3 separate regions of the Sus scrofa genome follow, and all the other regions are linked to region 3. The links are chromatin contacts, called in public Hi-C maps. All regions are on one chromosome and are shown on one strand. The core of a region is the stretch at or near the end of the contact, and the rest is flanking DNA. Distances in the headings are between cores, read along the strand shown. Region 1 overlaps SCARB2 (scavenger receptor class B member 2). Region 2 holds the start of FAM47E (protein FAM47E). Region 3 overlaps CCDC158 (coiled-coil domain-containing protein 158).

Region 1 (3,058 bases), core at 435-2,934, 190 kb before region 3:
GCTGCCGTGGTGCAGGTTTGATCCCTGGGCTGAAAACTTCCACATGCCATGGGCGTGGCCAAAAAACCAAACAAACAATTACACCTATTTTCTTTTTATTTGTTTTGATGTGGCTGCTAGAAAAATCTAAAATGACATATGTGATTCACAACATATTTCCATTAGACAGAACTATTTTGGTTTATAATTCCAACACAAGTACAAAGGCAACGGGGCTACCCACCACCGCCTCCGGGGGCCTTTTCCCACTACCGTCACATGTGGGGTTTCTCAACCCTGAACACCTGTGGAGACAGCTGTCTATGCCACGTCTCTGGCACTCAGAGACTACTTAGTGACATCCTGTAGATGGTGAAGACATTATCTTAAAGCCTCAGATAGTTTGCAAGCAAGCTTAAGAAACTTGTAGGCCTCTTAAATTTTTTCTAGATTTTAAAACAAAAATAGGAGTTCCCATTGTGGTGCAGCAGAAACGAATTCGACTAGGAACCATGAGGTTGCAGGTTTGATCCCTGGCCTTGCTCAATGGGTTGGGGATCCGGGGTTGCTGTGAGCTGTGATGCAGGTCGAAGACGCGGCTCGGATCCCACATGGTTGTGGCTGTGGTGTAGGCCGGCAGCTATAGCTCCTATTCAACCCCTAGCCTGGGACCCTCCATATGCCTTAGGTGTGGCTCTAAAAAGACAGACAGACAGACAGACAGACAGACAGACAGGAAGGAAGGAAGGAAGGAAGGAAGGAAGGAAGGAAGGAAGGAAGGAAGAAAGAAAGAAAATTAGACAAGCCAACAATAATCGAATGTATACCTACAGATGCATAAAAGCAGACAAGTCTCTGTTCCTCTCTAGTGCTGAGCACGAGGCTATGTACAGTAATATAAATATTGGACCCTTGCCCAGCTCTTCCAAAGGTTTAAGCACACTATGCCATTTGATCTCATTTCATCCTTACAGCAAGCCCATGATACAGATGGATCAAGTATTTTCAACCCACTTTTGCATATGGGGGGACACAGGACAGCAGAAGAGTCAGAACCTGAGGCCAAGTCTAATTCCTGCTTGACCACCCCCTCCTCTGTATCAAGTGACCTCTCCTAACAGGTGCCTACTAAGTGTCTGCAGGATGAAACCAAGGACTGCCTCAAGCAAATGCCAAATCTAAGTAACCATGAGAAAAAAGTCCTTGACTTTCCAGTTCCCGAGAAATACATACAAAATCTGATAGAGGATGCCATGTAAAACCCTTGTACAGGAGTTCCCATCGTGGCTCAGCAGGAACGAACCCAACTAGTATCCATGAGGATGCTGGTTTGATCCCTGGCCTTGCTCAGTGGGTTAAGGATCCGGCGTTGCCGTGAGCTGTGGTGTAGGTTGTAGACTTGGCTCGGATCTGGCTGTGGCGTTGGCATAGGTCGGCAGCTGCAGCTCCGATTGGACCCTTAGCCTGGAAACTTCCACATGCCATGGGTGGGGCCCTAAAAAGACCAAAAAAAGAAAAAAGAAAAAAAAATAAGAAAAAAGAAAACAGAAGTTTTAAAAAACTGACCTGAGGGTGAATACCAATTTGTACTCACAGAGAGCTGGGCCAGGCAGCCAAGAGCTGGGATTCAACCATAGATCCAGAAGTCAGGGCTCAGTGCTGTCAAGTTTTCTGACTAATGACAAAAATCAATGACCTTGCCCAGGCTCTCTTTGTTTGTTTGTTTTTTTCGCTAAGCTTGAGGTCACTCACCTAGAGGCAGGAATAATTCCAGGTCTAGAGTCTGCTTCATTTATGTCCACGTATGCTTACTGACTCTCAAGATGACTTTAAAAACGTCATCTTTGTTGCTTACCTTGTAAGAACCTGATGTTTTAAAGGGAAATTGAGTGTGGAGGCTCTGATCGCTTTCAGCCTCGTGACTTGGTTTCTCAATAAACTCCAAAAGGTCAAGGCCACGAGTTCCTGAACCACAAAACTATTTCAAGTCTTTGGAGGCACGAAGGGTCTATGTCAGGTCACTCCAGCTAACCATGTGACTTCCCCCAGCCACCAGCCGCCCTCCCGCATGACTCGCCTTTGCTGAGCCATCTAATTGAAGGAAGACGGTGCCTTTGGGCATCAGGCATGGCCCCCTACCCCACAGAGGCCAGGAAAACCAAGGGAACCGGGGCGGGGGTCAGGGGGAACACCTCTGTCTCAACACAACACATAAGAGTCAGAGGAAGCTCAAAATGCCTCCCTTTCCAGCATGCCTGTCACGTTGGTGACCCAGAGAGGCCACGGGAAAAGGAGAGGGAGTTTTAGAAACAAAACCAAGTTTGCTACCCAAATCCCCCTGACAGCCAATCAACAATAGTCAACCAGAGGCAGGACGCTCTCCTGGTGAACAGCAGGATGAGAGCAAGAAGTGATGGATTCCTGCTCTACGGTAGCGGAGAAGACCAAGGAAGCTTCTGGAATTAGAAACACAGTCAAAAACAAAAAAGCAAAAAATAAAAATAAAAAAAGGCCAAGCAAAATCTTTGGTCTAGACAATTAATTAAGGAACCATACTTGAAAGTACCTGGGATGGTCCCTAGGGCTCAGTAGATGCTAATAAAACCTACTAATGTCAAAGGCTCCAGGACATCACAGGCTCAGAATACACTTTACTGTTAATCATGAGGATGGCCCTCCTCGCTGGGAAAGGTCCAGTTATCCTCCATGAACTATTTAATCTGTCAGGAAAATACATGATTGATTTTAGTGATCTCTCATTGAAAATATTTTTTCAGGGAGTTTCCACTGTGGCTCAGTGGTAGTGAACCTGACTAGCATCCATGAGGATGTGGGTTCGATCTCTGGCCCTGCTCCTTGGTTAAGGATCTGGTGTTGCTGTAGCTGTTGTGTAGACTGGCAGCTGCAGCTCCGATTCGACCCTGAGCCTGGGAATTTCCATATGCCATAGGTGCGGCCCTAAAAAGCAAATAAATAAATAAATAAATAAATTTTTTAAAGACGTTCTTACTTTTTAAAACAAAAAATAATTTTTAAACTCCTGAATCTTTAGGTGAAACCTCGCCATCACAGAAGGCAA
Region 2 (2,718 bases), core at 195-2,694, 130 kb before region 3:
AGCGGAGCTCAGCTCCTGCAATTACCTTTTTCCTTTAAGTGTCACAGAGAAACAAGGCTCAGTTTCCTGGGCCTAACAAGTCTCAGCTGTTTTCAGCGCAGGGGCCCATCTACCTCCTGCCTCAAAACCCTGTAAAAGGATCACAAAGACCCGGTCTGTTTTATTCCCCATTGCATCCCCAGCACCTAGCAGGGCCGTAACAGACAAGATGTGTTGAATGAGCACCTACTGTGTGCCATGCACAGTACTAGAAGCAAGGTGGACATGACCCTCACTCTCAGTCCTAAGGAGAAATCCTACTTCCTCAAAGTAATAAAAGCTTGAATTTGCAATCAAACTAGTATTAAAGTTCTTATCAAAGATACTAATAAACAACTAATGGGGCTCATTAGCATGATGACATTTGTAGCTTTCTCCATGAACTGACTCATAACAGCTCTGTGAAGTAGCCAGGCAAATATGATCATTCCCCAGTTCACAGCTGAGATAATACTACTACTCTGGAGTTCTCGAGGAATTCTTACCTGCCAGCACTGGGTTAAATGCTTTCCATTCATTATCTCATTGAATTCCCCAATAACTCTATGTGAAATCAGTGAAGCTAAAACAAGTTTCAGCAACTGTGCCTGGGGGGGGGTGCATAATTATTAAGTGACAGAATCATGACTTATCTCAGGAGGTGGGACTCCAGGGCTTTCCACTGTGCCCAGAAAAGGCAGCAGAACACACGCAGCGAGTGAAGATGCTAGAACCAGTAGCAGCTGGGGCACCTTTATTACCACGCGTAGATATTTAACAGGTGCCCAAGGGGGAAGCTAATTTACTCCCAGGAAGTTTGAAGACACATCTTTAAATGACGACAAAAAGTATTCCCCACACACAAAAGTATTGCACGATAACAGACACAATATAACTACTGCAATAATTTTGCGAGAAGAGAATTTTTTGCTCCTATTTCCTCTAGAAGCGATGCTTACTATTTAAATCAGGAACACTCAGAAGTAGCAAGAGAACTTGGCAAACCCAAAACACAACTTCCCTCAATCCATATTCATCTGGGCATCTGCCTACCAGGGCCAACTGCATAGCAATTTCACTGCTGAAGTGCGTTGAGGCAAGAGTCAAGTAACACAAATCTGGAAGGGACTCGAATCCAGCTGGTGACTAGCTAGATAGCAGTACGCAGCCCTGGATTTACAGAGGCGGTGAGGCTCACGGAGTACCCAGACCTCCAGAAAATCATTCCGTGCCAAAAGGCCTTCTCACGATTAGAAATGGGTCTAGTCTTTTCACTCTTTCTCTTGCTGCCTCTCCAGCCGCGATGTTCCTTTGCTTTAACAACAAATTTTTTGAAACGATGGTGACCGCCCCCCCCCCCCAAAAGCCTGAACGCGCTTTCCCAACAGATTCAAACACGATGACACCAGAACCTGATCCTTCGTACTTCGGCTGCCAAGGTCCACGCACCGCGGCGCTGGCGAAGGCTCGGGGGCGGCGGGAGTTGGGGGGCGCAGGGACCCCAGGGCCACGGGTTCCCGGGGAGCAGCTGAGCTGCGCAAGGGCGCGCCGGGGGCGAGTCTGGGCCGCGCACCACTCCGCGGTCTCCTAGCGACCCGAGCGGCTGGGAACGCGCCCTACACAAGGCCGAGCGGGCAGCCGGGCACCATGGCTGACCGCAGGGTACGGTTCCCGCCCGCAGCGCAGGCCCGGGTGCCGGTGGGCATCAGCTGCGGGCCCCGGTAAGCGCGCGCCCTCGCGAGGGCGCATCGGGCCGGTGCCACTTGGGGGCGCCTGCACCTCGTGCTTGTTGGGGCTGGGGACGGGGGAGGGCCCCGGGCCGCGGAGGGAGGGCTCAGCTGCCTTTCACTCTCAAGGTGTCCCGCTCCTAAATGACCGGAATGGAATATAACCGCGCGCGCGACGCCCCTCACTGCAAAGGACATCTTTCTGTTATCCTCCCAACCCCTCAGGAGATGGAGATTAATATACGCCTTCCTGATGGGAAACTAATAGTCACAGTCTTCCGCGGAGACTGGTTTAGTCTGCGACCCACCCTTCTCCGGGTTAGCAGCTGGATCTTGCACCTTGGCCACCCAGCTGGTGACTGCGGCCAAGCTGAGCCCGTGTTTGGGGAGTGCCTCGGGTACTGGCGTGTGTCTGCTGCCATTTTCGATGGTTGGTGTCACTGCCACAGGGCAGGAAGCCGAGGCTCTTTGCTAATTTCTTGATCTGTATTTGAGAACGGAATTAAGCTGTCCTGGTGGCGGTTAAGATTCCAAAGTCTAGAATCAGAAAGGCTAGCGGTGAAGGGACATTCTCCTCTTATTTGACGGGTGACCTTGGGCAAGTTAGCTGCTCTTTCCCGGCTGGGTTTTCTTAACAATAAATGGGGACAATAAAAGGAATTAACTCTACAGTATTGTAGTGAAGATTAACCTACATGGCACACGTTAAGCAGTTACGGTCACATACACACGCTGTGTACATGTTCGCAATTAACCAACTCTTTGAGAATCTTCTCCCACCCCCATTTTCAAACTTTCTGTTTTGAAATAATTATAGACTCACAAGAAGTTGCAGATATAGTGCAGAGGTCCCATGTACCCTTCCTCCAGCTGCTTCCAGTGGTACCATCTTGCATAAAGATAGTACTGTTATGGAACCAGGAAATCAGCACTGGTGCCATATGTGAACTAGACTGTAGACTTTACTTGAATT
Region 3 (3,134 bases), core at 10-2,509:
CAATAATTAATTCAGGCAAGGAATGTCAATGCTAAAACTACTGAGTAAAAGATTATTTAGTACTAGGACATTCAGTAGGTCTCAGTAGGGCTAGCCTGGTAATTGATAGGTTACTTATTAATTGTAAAGGGGAAAGTCTAACTTTAAATCATCGGGATCTGGCAATGTGTGCTCCCTAAAGTTTGATGTAAAAGTAGACAATGTCACTTACGTAAAACCTGCCCAATTATTTTAATTTGAATCTAAACACGACAATCGGAAAAGTCTAGAAGTGGAACGTTCTATAACACAACAGGTCTGGACTCAAAGAAATGCCATCAGAAACAACAGCAAAAGGACAGAGGCTGCTTACAGATTTAAAGAGAGTAAAGGGACCAGACAACAAATACAGTACATGATCTCTGACTGGATTCTTTGAAAAGTTTACTAACTTTTTTTTGGAACAACTGGGGAAATTTAAATATGAATGCAAATTAGATGATAGAGCACTGACAATAATTTTCTTAGATCCAATGATGTGGCCATGTATAAAATCACCCTTATTCTAAGATGATGCACATTTAGGTTTTGAGGCAAGAATCATGATGCCTTCAACTTCAGCAAAATGAAATATAAATTGTAGGTATAGAGATAAAGAAAATATGGTAAAATGCCGACAACTGGTGTCTCAGTTGAAAGGTATTTAAGGTCTTCAGCGTACTATTTTTTTCAATTTTTCTGCCATTTTGGAAAAATTCAAAATAAAATGTTGGGCAGGGGAAGAGGTCACTGGAGTCAGCAAAAAAGAGAAAATCTAGTCGTTTGGGCCAGAGTGATTTCCCTGGAACACTAGGTTCAAATGTCCGAGGGCAATGGTGTTACGGGATGATGATGATGTGTCTGGAGAGGGAGTGACAGCTCCTGAGCTCAGTGCCCGTGCCCCTGATGAGAATGAGGGAGAGAGGGCAGGCGGGAGGTGAGCGAGGGCTGATGGCTATAGCAGGGCGGAGGTGACGATGACATGAGCATCCTAATGAGCAGAAGCTTTTACAAAACAAGGGTGCTACATAAAGGTTTTTCAGCAGGTTGGTGAAACCACAGGCCTGGAACTGAGAATGAACTCGGGATGCTTTCTTCCCGAGGAGAGAGACAAGGCAGGGGAAGCAGGCAGGGTACAGGTCACCTGCCCAACGGCAGGATAATCCTGCCTCCTCTGTGCTGCCCTGTTCTGGTTCTGTCATGTTGTAGAGAACTAGTCTTCCCAGGCTCTGTTCCTTCCCGTTTCCTGGCAGGTTCCCAATGGGAGGTGCTGGTGAAAGGTCAGAGGCAGGAGGCAGCATCGAGAGGTTACAGATGGATGGCTCCTCTCCAGGCCCTTGGTCTGTCTCCAGCTGCTCCTCTCCCCGGCCTTGGAAGGGCTGCTGGCAGTGAGTGGTGGCTCCTGCAGGCAGCTCTCTCCGTGGTTCTATGACATTTCCATTTTCAGGGTCCTTCTAGTCCCAAGCTGGTAGCAGCTTCCTGCAGTGGCTAATCTCTGAGTTGTCTCATCTCCTGTGAGGCTTCTCAGCTTTTTTTTTTTTTTTTTTCTTTTGTCTTTTTAGGGCCAAACCCATGGCATATGGAGATTCCCAGGCTAGGGGTTGAATCAGAGCTGCAGCTGTCGGCCTATACCACAGCCACAGCAACAGCAACATGGGATCCAAGCCATGTCTGTGACATACACCAGAGCTCACGGCAACACTGGATCCTTAATCTACTGAGTGAGGCCAGGGATCGAACCTGAATCCTCATGGATACTAGTCGGGTTCGTTAACCTCTGAGCCATGACAGGAATTCCCTCCTCAGCTCTTTCAACACCCGTGTCACCAATTCCCTGTATTAAGTGCCACCTATTTATTCCACCTGTTTCTGTTTTCCTACCTGCTGTTGACTGAATTAATTTCCATCAGTGTTGATGGGAGCCTGAACTAAGACATCCTAATGAGGCAGGCAAGGGAATGGAGAGAGAAGATGCATTCAGGAGACATTTCGGACAACGGAGGGAGCAGAGGGTACCTGACTGGACCTGGAGGTGTAGGGGAGGGGATTTAAGGTAAAAGAAGTCAAATGATGTGGAATTCGGGCTTGGAGAGGACAAAGGAAGAGAAGGCATTTAGAGAAACATGGCCTGTGCTGAAGGGCCGCAACATGGAAACAATCTTGAAACCAAACAAGTAAACATCTGCTAAAAAACAGATATGCTATTTTAAAAGACTAAAAAAAGCAGAATTATAAATAATCTGGTAAACATTCATGACCAAGGTCTGCACCCTGCAGAGTTAAAACTAGAACAAAAATAGGAGCTTGAACAAATACATGATAACTGCATATTTCTCATTTTTTTCCCATTTTGTTTTATAAAAAACACATACCTGCATTGGATGTGATGCCACTACTTGACAAGAGCTCTTCATTATTTGCTTCACAAGGTTTTTGTTCCATATTAAATATGTGCTACCTCTTCTTAGAGATCTTGAAATATGAATGCTTCCCTATTTAGGCTTTTTGTTCTTATCTATAATAGACAAGGATTAACAAATTTTTTTTAATTAAAAAAATAAAAGACAGGGATTCAATCTTTATTAATAAGGTATTACATGCAAAAAGTTCATAGAGAAAGAATTGACTTTGTTCATATTTGAAATTCAGTAATAACTTTTCACTTAGGAAATACACAGAAATATATTACTACCTAAAATTAATAAGTGAATAGAATCTTACTGTATAACTTATTGATTTGAATAGCCAAGTGGCTTATTAAAGACAATCTGAAAATAAAAAATGAATACTTTATTTATTTTTTTTGTCTTTTTGCTATTTCTTGGGCCGCTCCCGCGGCATATGGAGGTTCCCAGGCTAGGGGTCTAATCGGAGCTGTAGCCACCGGCCTATGCCAGAGCCACAGCAACTCGGGATCCGAGCCACGTCTGCAACCTACACCACAGCTCACGGCAAAGCCGGATCATTAACCCACTGAGCAAGGGCAGGGACTGGACCCGCAACCTCATGGTTCCTAGTTGGATTCGTTAACCACTGCGCCATGACGGGAACTCCAAAAAATGAATACTTTAATCACTATGATTATTAGCACTCTGATTTGGGGCAGAGTTTTTTTT

What was found. A called contact is a pair of places that touch in the nucleus more often than the background predicts.
Region 1: a Hi-C map of liver shows a contact between it and region 3, with 2.2 times the contacts expected there. The contact joins two enhancer-like sites. A contact is called at or near these places in 1 of 5 promoter capture datasets (liver), 7 of 47 Hi-C or Micro-C datasets (embryonic fibroblasts, heart right ventricle, liver and 3 more) and 1 of 2 datasets of contacts at active chromatin or transcription factors (skeletal muscle).
Region 2: a Hi-C map of liver shows a contact between it and region 3, with 2.0 times the contacts expected there. The contact joins the promoter of FAM47E here to the enhancer-like site in region 3. A contact is called at or near these places in 1 of 5 promoter capture datasets (fetal skeletal muscle), 6 of 47 Hi-C or Micro-C datasets (fetal liver, heart right ventricle, liver and 1 more) and 1 of 2 datasets of contacts at active chromatin or transcription factors (skeletal muscle).

Annotation. Positions count from the first base shown.
Region 1 is chr8:71,879,152-71,882,209 of Sscrofa11.1, forward strand. All of the region lies in intron 2 of SCARB2 (scavenger receptor class B member 2), which reads right to left. Among named protein-coding and RNA genes, the nearest start is that of SCARB2, 30 kb to the right of the region's middle. Within about 2 kb of position 1,685, at least 7 of the 83 cell types and tissues checked have an H3K27ac peak or open chromatin away from gene starts, as enhancers often do. A contact at or near this core is called in liver, where this site is marked.
Region 2 is chr8:71,938,853-71,941,570 of Sscrofa11.1, forward strand. It overlaps FAM47E (protein FAM47E), which reads left to right and starts at 1,445. Exons shown (of 8, transcript XM_013978791.2): 1 at 1,445-1,739. The coding sequence starts at 1,666.
Region 3 is chr8:72,072,407-72,075,540 of Sscrofa11.1, forward strand. It overlaps CCDC158 (coiled-coil domain-containing protein 158), which reads right to left. Exons shown (of 22, transcript XM_021101466.1): 2 at 2,391-2,533. The coding sequence starts at 2,432. Among named protein-coding and RNA genes, the nearest start is that of CCDC158, 15 kb to the right of the region's middle. Within about 2 kb of position 1,260, at least 3 of the 83 cell types and tissues checked have an H3K27ac peak or open chromatin away from gene starts, as enhancers often do. A contact at or near this core is called in fetal liver and liver, where this site is marked.